Linked DNA regions of Mus musculus: all the other regions are linked to region 3. Evidence: chromatin contacts called from public Hi-C data. All regions are on one chromosome and are shown on one strand. Each heading gives the region's core, a stretch centred on a gene start, on an enhancer-like site or on the middle of the called end of the contact. The rest is flanking DNA. Distances are from core to core; before and after follow the strand shown.

Region 1 (3,669 bases), core at 834-3,333, 460 kb after region 3:
TAACTATAGAATCCTGTTACAAGACAGCGGAACTGTGCAGTAGCCTTAGAGGACAACCTTTCCAATAGGAGTGTGCTAGGCTAGACTGAAGTGGAAATTTCTGGGTTTGTGGGAGACTCGGTTGTGTCATGTGATGTTTTCTGAAAACTGTCTCATGAGAGGATGTTTTGCTGAAGCAGACACGTGGGAAGATGTTTTGCTGAAAACAGATGTGTGGTGTTTTTCTGGAAGCTGCCTGGTGAAAGGGCATGCGATGTTTTGCTGGAGCAGATGTTTGAGAGGACGTGGGATGTTTGGAAAGAGTATAAATCTAACCCAACTTAGCAGCTCAATTCAGAAAAAAACTGTGAGGGCCCCGCTGATAGGCACAGTCCACTGAAGTGACAAGAAGCAGCTGGAACACCACCAGAAGTCCTTTGGTGCCTTTCTCTCTACAAAGTTACGACAAACAAAGATCTGAGAAGAAAGCAAGGTCGACTAATGCCAGAGCATCATCAGTGAAGACGAGCATCAGCAAAGCCCAAAGAAGACCAGCAGAGCAAACCAATGGCAGAGCGATGTTGAGCTGCTACTGCTGGTTTAAGTTTGGTGTTTTGCTAGTGGGCTGGACTGCAGACGTCCAAGATTGGAATCTCCCCCAAGGAACTGCTCCTGAATAGGTTCACGTCCCCCTTGTCCTATTAGCCAGTTTCCTCCCCTACCTTTGGTCAGTGATAAGGGAGATTGATGTGTTTAAGAACCCTGATTAAAATAGGTTCTGGGAAACATAAGCATACGTTAGACTTGTAAGTGACCAAGTCAGTGAGATTCTATGGGAGTTTTAATGCTTCCCAAAGAGCCTGAGATCTAGAGAGGAATACAGAAGTGGAGGTCATGAGGCAGTGGGACCCACAAGTCAGTGAAGAGTAAGAAGAAAGCAATAAGATCATCAATAGGAGGAGAGGCCCTAAGTCCTGTGAAGGCTCTATGTCCCAGTATAGGGGAATGCCAGTATAGGGGACCAGGAATGGGAGTGAGTAGGTTGGGGAACAGGGGGAGGGGGTGGGGATAGGGGATTTTCGGAGGGGAAACTAGGAAAGGGGATAACATTTGAAATGTAAATAAAGAAAATATCTAATAAAAAATCACTACAGAAACTGAGAGAGGATAATTTTTACTGGGGAGCATGGCTGTGTCTGAAGAGGATTGTTACTAGGTTAAACTATGTACCCTGAAATCACAGACTAAAGTTCTCACTCCCCAATACTTTAGAATGTGGCTTTAACTGCATATAGAGTCTTTACGAACAAACGTATGATCAAATTCAACTGGGGTCGTTAGGAGCGGTGCTAGTGGGTCACCCATGTGACTAGAACTATGCAGAAGGGAAATTTAGAAATAGATTCATACATTCACATCCAGTAGTGATGAAGGCAGCAGAGATGGATGGATAATCTATGAGCCTGGGTTGCATGGTGTCAGAAACGGGGTGAGAGGGATGAAAGAGGTACTCTCGGCCCTCGAAAAGAAAACAGTACTTTGCCTGGGTCATCTAGCTTGCAGAGCTGCTGAAATAATGATTTCTATGGTTTTAGCACCCCATCGGTAGTATTTGTTAGGGCCACTCAAGCAGGCTAACGGGATGCCTGGAGCTGTCAATGAATCTGACATAGCCCCTAGCTAACCAGCAGGCTTTTCTGGCTTCTCTTTCTCCCGTATCCCCACAGCGATCCCATCCCTCTGAGACCCAGAACTCCTCTGAGCCACGGGGTCCTGAAAGAAGTTGGTTAACTCAGCGGGAGGTTAGCAATGTTTAGGAAGGAGTCAATGAAGCATCTGGAAGCAACTGGAGCTGCTGCTTTGGAGCCCTCAGATCAGGGGAGGAGGAAATCTGAAACAACTTTCCTTGCTGCTTCAGGGAAGAGAGGCAAGTAGCCAGCCACTGGGGCGCTTGGCAAAGCAGTGAACAGCAGGTGAGGCTGGGAAACCTGTAGGCTGGCAGCTTTCTGCTTAGGGGCAGGCTCCAGTCTCCAAGCCACCGGGTTATTCCCAGCCAAGCCAGGGCATCCAACAGAGCAGTTGCTGAACGAACCAATAGAGATAATCACCCCCGTTATTCAGGGTTCGCAGAGCAGCAAGTATTTCACACATCAGTCTTACACACAAGTAAAGGTCTCTCTGGTCACCCAAAACAGCTGCTTTTCACAGTGGAAGCAGAGGCCAAACCAAGCCAAGCTCTCGCTGGGTTCTTTCCCATCCAGCCTTCCCCCAACAGCCTGGATTCACCTGACGCCTGGCGTGAGGAAAGAGCTGGCAGGCATCCTGCCTCAGCCATCTGTGCCTCCGCTCCTCACCAAAGTGGGAAAGCATTTCAAATAAACGATTTTGAACGCACGTTCGAACCATTCAAGTTCTCACGACCTCACAAGAGAAGGGCCTCAGGGACTCGCACTGTCGGCTGCTGGAGGGAGAGCTGATGAACAATATTCTCTGAGCTTGTTCAGAAAGAAAGGGAAGAACCCGGACAGAACACAAATAGTTTCAGAGAGATGGGAATCGCCTTGCAGGTGGTGGAACCACATGGCTCGTTTATGGGCTGAATAAGCCTCCTAGCTCAAGTTGGCACTTGAGTATGGGACGCCAACTGCCGTTGACCGGATGTTTAAATTGTAACATCTTATTTGTAAGCCAAGTATTAATTTATTTTGCTTTTTTTTTTCCGTACCTTTGCCTTAAACGAGATTGCTTAAGGGACCCAGGAGTACTCCACACGTTTTCTTTTAAAGACTTTCTTTCTGCCAGACAAGATTGTGGGGTCCCGGGTGATTGTGTTTTATATTGCACAACATTACTTCAAGAGGAATAGTTTTATCTTCACTTTTAAAGGGCTTTATCCAGTTCAAGACAGTTAGATAGCTCAGCTAGGGACATATGGCTAGTAGATACACAGATCAAGATTTAAATAGCAGATTTTACCACAAATCTTCCTGGCACTGATGGCGTGGTTCAATGGTAAAGAGACCTTGAAACTCTTCCAGAGGGTCTGAGTTCAGTTTCCAGCACCTAAATCAGGCAGCTCAAAACCGCCACCAGTCACTCCAGCACCAAGAGATCCAGTGCACCTTCTGTCCCAGCACGCATCTGCAAGCCCATGCTTGTGTGCGTATATACATAGACGCATACTTGCACAGAGACAATTGTAAAGAAATCACTTTTTAAGCCTGTTATAGCCGTCTCCTGAGAGGCTCCACCAGTTCCTGACAAATACAGAGGTGGATGCTCGAAGCCTACCATTGGACTGGTCACAGGGTCCCCAATGAAGACACTAGATAAAGGACCCAAGGAGCTGAAGGGGTTTGCAGCCCCATAGGAGGAACAACAATATGAACTAACCAGTACCCCCAGAGCTCCCAGGGACTAAATCACCAACCAAAGAGTACACATGGTGGGACTCATGGCTCCAGCTGCATATGTAGCAGAGGATGGTCTCGTTGGACATTAATGGGAAGAGAGGCCCTTGGTCCTGTGAAGGCTTTATGCCCCAGTATAGGGGAATGCCAGGGCCAGGAAGCAAGAGTGGGTAGGTTGGTGAGCAGGAGGAAGGGGGAGGAGGAAGAGGGGAGGAGGTCTTCAGAGGGGAAACCAGGAAAGGGGATAACATTTGAAATGTAAATAAAAAAAAAAATCTAA
Region 2 (3,237 bases), core at 268-2,767, 390 kb after region 3:
AGAATTAAGTACTTGTTGCACCCATGCTATCAGATAAGATTCACCATTCATGGTGCCCCTGAGAAAGGAAACCTACCCTAGTAAAAGAATCTACCCGGATTCCTCAACTGAGAAATGGAGATCCAAAAATCTACATTCCAGTCTAAAGCTCATCAAGAAGTAAATTTCCCACAGAGGAAACATTCGCCTCCACTTTGGTGGCGATGGAACAGCGGTTTAGGTAATAGTTTTAGGTTAGACAAAATACGAACGGAAACTAATCACCACATCAACTTGTGAACTGAATTCACTCACCAATAAAATTTAAAGTAGTTTAAATTCAGCAATTTTCCCTGCAGGTTCCCAACAGAAGCAAATACAACGTGATGGTTTATGTTCACTGTCAACTTTACTAGTTTAGAATCACCATGGAAACATGCCTCTGGGCATAGCTATTGGGTGTTTCTAGAAATATTGAAATGAGCAAGGAATATTCACCCTGAATGAAGATGACGGATGACATCCTATGGGTGGAGTCCCAGGCTGAAAAGGAGGAAGTGAGCTGAGCCCCAGCATGCATCTCTCTCTGCTTCCTGGCTGTAGGTTCCTTGTGACCAGCTGCATTGGGCTGCTGTCTGCGGCTCCTACCGCCATGAGTCCATACTATGACCTGGACTCTGGAACTGTGAACCAAGACAAACCTTTCCTCTTACATCACTTTCTGTCAGGTATTTAGTTATAACAATGAAGAGAATAACTAATACAGGTGGTCTAGAGAAATCTACGGCTATAGTGCTGACCAGGATTATGAGACTATTATAGATCCAAATTAGGAAGAGTTGGAACATAGAGGTAAAATATTAAGCAGGCAAATTATGTGGATTGTGTAGCTGGCTATTTGTAGCAATGACTATCACGCATATTTTGTCAATGGCCTAACTAATACCTTCCCAAATGTCTTCAAGGACATAGCCTGTTCCCTTTTACCCTCTTTTGTGGTTTCATGGCACTCCATGAGGAAGAACAGTGAAAGTCTATGCACCATTAACTTACAGATTGGGATATTTAGTGGATAGAAAGGTGGTGTGTCATCCATTATAGAACTTAAAGACAAATCAGAAGCCCAGCAGGATTGTCTGTATCAGGTATACAAGTATACTGTGCCCTGGGGCTGGGGGAACGGGTCTGGGTGCAAAGGACTCAAGAGTTAGGCCAAGTTTGATACATTCATCTTGGAGAAACCTCTGGGATCCAAAAGAAGCTTAAATGTATGACAAATAGATGTGGTGGGGCAGGGCACTGGCAACAAAAGCAGAAGTCTATATGGGGTACCTGTGGGTCCCCAGTAAAGAGCAGAGACAGTCACCCAATAAGGAAAATCCTATTTAAAAGACACTGTAAGGTTCCCAGACCACAGATGTGTGCTCACTTCTGACCACAAGAGTACAATGCAAAACTGTGAAGGGATGCCAACTGTGGCTTGGGAATGTAAAGTCAGTTCAAGATTGCCTGGGCTCAAGGCCATTCCTAGTCATTAACACATCTTGAAAGGGGTTTGAGACATGCAGAAGCAATTCCTCAAGTCTCTGCTGGCACCTACAGTTCGAGATAGGAATAGCAAAATAAAATCAGCAGGCATGAAAAGCCTACTCCAAACTGACCTACATTCGTGCTATTATATTTGCATAATTTTCATGTATGCATTCACACACACACACAAACACACACACACACACACATGGGGCCATTTGATATGTAGAGTTTACACAAGGCATCGCTTTCATTGAATTAAACTGATTCTAGGTTTGGCACTTTTCCCACGGTAAGCCAGTGTTGTCGAAATCAGATTTGTCACTTCATTAAACCTGAGCATTAATAGTCCCACCGCCTTCGGAGACATCTTTGTGTCTCGCTGAACCAGTTTGGAATGTCAGGGTGAAGAGACAAGTACTTTAAAGGATGGAGATGTTACAAATGAGACGAATTGCAAAGGCTTCTGTCTATAGAGTGGAAAACGTGACAACAATCTCATAGTGGATGAAGGGTAATTTAGTTAAGTGCAGTCTGAGCTTGAACGTTCTTAATAATTCCTGGGCTGGACATTATACCCACAACTTTAAAGGTGGTGGGAAAGTAAAGATTATCAACTAAAAGCATCATGGACACAAGCTTCTGGAAATGTCTAAATGAGGGAGTCTCTGCATTGAGTTGAGGTAGGAAGACCTAACCTAACTGTGAGCTCTTCCATGGGCTGGAATCCTGACCTGAATAAAAAAGAAAAGTGAGCATATATTCTCTCTCTCTCTCTCTCTCTCTCTCTCTCTCTCTCTCTCTCTCTCTCTCTCTCTCTCTCTCTCTCTCTCTCTCTCTCTCTCTCTCTCTCTCTCTCTCTCTCTCTCTCTCTCTCTCTCTCCCTCCCTCCCTCCCTCCCTCCCTCCCTCCCCGCCTCTTGCTTTTTCTCCCTCTCTCCCTTCCTCCTCACTCTCTCCCTTCCCCTTCCCCCCCTTTCTCCCTCCATCTCTCTCTTCTCTAGCTTTTCTGCTCTCTTGCCCTCTTACTCTCACTCTGTCCTCTCTCCTGATTGCAGATAACAAGCTGTCTGTTGGCCAGCTTCCATCCCTTCCTCACCAGGGTGGATCTTCTTCCCCCAAGAAATGATTAGCCAAAAAGAACCTTTCCTTCTTTGAGTTTGCTTTGCTTCTGGTGATTTCTCATAGCAACAGGAAAAACATGAAACAGAAGACCCAAGGCTCCCTTCCTGCAATAACAAGCATTATGTAGAACTTCCTGACCAATGTTCATTTTTTAAATGATATTTAAATTTTACTAACAGTACCCTCCCCCGAAAAAAAGATAATTCCTCTGGAAGATAAGCTTTTCAGGTGAGCAGACTTTTGGTTGCAGGGTACAGGTCTTGACACTTAACTCTCACCATGAGGTCTGTGCCAACCAGCTCATAGCAATTCCACAGTGGCCAATAGATAGTTGCATTTTGTTGCTATGACAAAACGCCTGGCAAAAACAACTTAAGGAAGGGGAAGGTTTATCTTGTCTCACAGTCTGAGGGCTCCGTCTTTCCTGGCATAGACGTCATGAAGGCAGGAGTTGAGGTATTTGGTTGTATCATATCTGTCTTGTGGAAATAGAGAAAGATGAGTGTGCATACCTACTTCATTTAGTTCAATTGACAAAGTCCCTCAAAGCCCCGTAGATTTGATTCCAAGGTCACTCAAGGTCCTTTCCAGTTCAACATGAACC
Region 3 (3,196 bases), core at 138-2,637:
TCACAACATATTCACAAAATAGCAACACCATCACATGAGAAGCCCTCCTCTGAGCTGTTGGCCAGCATTGTCCAACAGATTTTCATAAAACACTACAAGGCTATTGGTATTTCCCTTGGTTGCCCACTAGAGGTGGAAAGTAAGTCTCTATTGCTAAAGAAACCATGGACTTCATATACAGAGCTCAAAGACATCTGAGCTAAAATTGGCCTGAATGCTTTCCCCCTAAAAACTAGCTTTCATGTTACTAGAAGATACCATGCAAGTTTCTAAAGGAGAGAAGCATCCAACTGTCATACCCAGTTGTATCTCCTGTTAACAATAACCAACAACCAGCAAGGCAGGAGAACCCTAAGGGTGCCGTAATGGCATGCATACATTGGTAGTAACCAACAGCTCTCTAATTTGACTTAAGACCCACTCGACAAGAGGGAAAACATGCCTAGTTCTAGAAACCTATCCAACTACCCAAGGCTAGTAAAACCATGCTTATTCGAATAGAACCTATAGTCACCACTTTACTAAAACAACATAATCCATAACTATATTTTAAATGTTTATCTTTATACCCACAGAAAAATATAGTCTTCATTCCTAATCAAGGAAGTCTCTCTTTGCAACAGACACAGTTAATTACAGAAAACTATAACCAACAGAGTCCTATATCCCAGTTCCAATGTTTTTGCATACAATACAATTTCCACATTTAAGGCTCAGGAAGCATTGTATAAGAGGAGGCCAAAAGATTAGAAGAGGCAGAGGATCAGGGAGTTTGCTGTGAGATTGTGCCTCATAGTAATGTCAGAAGCTACACCTATAAAGTCTCACCAGCATGACTACCTAAACATGAGCTAAAAATGGAGAACAAAGATTTAAACAATAAAACATGCTAAGGAAGTCAGGGAGAAAACCCACAAGGCCTCAAACCCATACAAAAACTACAGGCAACTAAGGAATGCTAAAAGAGGCGAAAGCCTTTCCCAGAGAAGAGCTCATGAATTGGTTATCCAATACCAAAATACCAAGACGGTAATCTCTGAAAAAAAATGTAACATATAATTTTATGTTTGTGATATATATATATATATATATATATATATATATATATATATATTTGTGTGTGTGCATATATATTTAGGAATGCATATATATACACACTCATATAGACATATAACAACAATTAATGATAAATGAGGACATGTATTTGAAAGACAGAGAGGAGAAGTATATGAGAATGAGGAAAGGGAAAGCAGAAATGATGTAATTTCGTTATAATCTCAAAAAGAACAGGATATGACCAGTTTGGCTCTTAGGATGAGACATGCATAGGACAGTAAATTGGGACAGATGTCTCAGCTGGGGGCCTAATGCACATGAAAGAGAGCCCAAATGGGGCCAGTAAAGCCACCTGGCAACCTGGCAGTTGACTACAGGCACACAAGAGAGCCCTGCCAAGCCCAACAGATTTCCAGAAACTTCCCACTGGCTACTTCATTTGGAATCAAGACTAAATAGATCGATGCCTTAAGTTCTCTGTGATAGGTGATTTCTCATGCACCAAGTAGTCAACTAGCAGACTAATTGTCACACACTTGAAAGCTTATACACCTAAGCATCTCATCTAGGACTTGGTGGATTTAACACTGTGAAAGCACAAAATCACACACACACATACACACGGGGTGAAGGGAAGTGAATGTGATAAAAGGAATCTACAAATTACTATGACTTCATTTCTCATATCCATTGCTCTGATCATGCCATTTTCCAATGATATGTTGTGCAGCCAGTGTCCTGTCATTCAGATTCTTTCCTCCTCATTTCCTATGATTCTGAGTATTCGTGAATTGGGTTCCTCTACTCAATATTTAAAAACAAAACATGTGTTTCTATCTTCTATATTACCTCTGCATGGCTCGATCTTCGCTTGCTCTATTCCGCTCCCTCTACTGCTCCTCCCCTTTTTCCCCTCCCCCCTCCCCTCTCTCCCTTCCCTCCCCCTTGTGATGGTCTCTACTGCCCAGTAAAATAACCAATCTTCTTCTCAATTATTTTCAAGTATGAAGAATAATGACCACTCATTGAGGCATGCTCGTCCTAAATAAACTTAAATGATTTAAAATTGTCTTGTCCTTTCCCATCACAGAGAAGAAGAAGCCTAAAGTAGCACACAATGACTGAAATATCCAAGTATATTCCATGTTCCTATAACTGAGTCAGGTCAGTCTGCAGATAAGTATTTGAAGATGAAGAGATTATCTTGGGTACACAGTGGTCGTACACATTCCTCAGGACCATGGAGTTTGGAAAAGGAGATGCTCCCAAGTAGACAAATGAAGCCAGATCAGTATCTCTCATGCTGCACTATAGCTAATTCCTAAGGTATCAAAAGCTTTAATGTACTACCCATAACTGTGAAACCATTAGAGAAAACATACATAAAACACTTCGGGATATAATCAGGGATTTTCATATAGCACAAGAAATAATGAAGAATTGATAAACAGGGTTGCATGACATTGAGAGACTTTGGCACAAGAAAGGCAACCAAAAACCCGAATGGGACACTATGGAAAGGGAAAATTTGCTGTCTACATATCTGACAGAGAATTAATATTGAAGATATATTAAAAACAGCCAAATTAAGCAACAACAACACAAAACTGCCTTTTGATATTTAGGCTAAAGAACCAGAGCTCTCAAAGAATAAATAAATAAATAAATAAATAAATAAATAAATACAAGCTGTCAAAAAATCTTTTAAAATGTTCAATATTCTTAGCCACAAGAGAGATGTAAATTAAAACAAATTATAGATTCTACCTCCCCAGTCAGAATGGCTACTATCAAGTAAACAGATGACAATGAATGCTCACAAAGATGTGGAGAAGGAGGCATCCTTATTTACTATCAGTAGAAGTGTAAACTGGTCTAGCCAATATGGAAATCTATGTAGAGGATTTTCAATAAATAAACATAAAGAACAACCGTATGGTTCAGGTATACTTAGTTTTGAAAACCCTATCAGGCAACATACCACAGAGATACTACTACATCCACATTCACTCAGCACTATTCATGATTGTCAGAAAATAGACTCACCCTAGATGTGATTGTGTGTATGTGTCTGTGTGTGTTTAGGTCACAAAACTAGAACAGAGATCATGAGCGAATGAGAGAGACAGTAAGAGACAGA

The links. Hi-C and Micro-C count contacts between places; a contact is called where the count stands out from the background.
Region 1: a contact with region 3 is called in a Hi-C map of cerebellum, with 2.7 times the contacts expected there. The contact joins two enhancer-like sites. A contact is called at or near these places in 4 of 484 Hi-C or Micro-C datasets (brain, cerebellar granule neurons and cerebellum).
Region 2: a contact with region 3 is called in a Hi-C map of cerebellum, with 2.3 times the contacts expected there. The contact joins two enhancer-like sites. A contact is called at or near these places in 3 of 484 Hi-C or Micro-C datasets (cerebellar granule neurons and cerebellum).

What each region holds. Positions count from the first base shown.
Region 1 is chr10:66,639,113-66,642,781 of GRCm38.p6, forward strand. No RefSeq gene overlaps it. Among named protein-coding and RNA genes, the nearest start is that of Gm31240, 100 kb to the right of the region's middle. Within about 2 kb of position 2,084, at least 17 of the 459 cell types and tissues checked have an H3K27ac peak or open chromatin away from gene starts, as enhancers often do. A contact at or near this core is called in cerebellar granule neurons and cerebellum, where this site is marked.
Region 2 is chr10:66,573,489-66,576,725 of GRCm38.p6, forward strand. No RefSeq gene overlaps it. Among named protein-coding and RNA genes, the nearest start is that of Gm40677, 63 kb to the left of the region's middle. Within about 2 kb of position 1,518, at least 7 of the 459 cell types and tissues checked have an H3K27ac peak or open chromatin away from gene starts, as enhancers often do. A contact at or near this core is called in cerebellar granule neurons and cerebellum, where this site is marked.
Region 3 is chr10:66,180,039-66,183,234 of GRCm38.p6, forward strand. All of the region lies in intron 2 of 1700023F02Rik (RIKEN cDNA 1700023F02 gene), which reads right to left. Among named protein-coding and RNA genes, the nearest start is that of Gm22829, 11 kb to the left of the region's middle. Within about 2 kb of position 1,388, at least 2 of the 459 cell types and tissues checked have an H3K27ac peak or open chromatin away from gene starts, as enhancers often do. A contact at or near this core is called in cerebellar granule neurons and cerebellum, where this site is marked.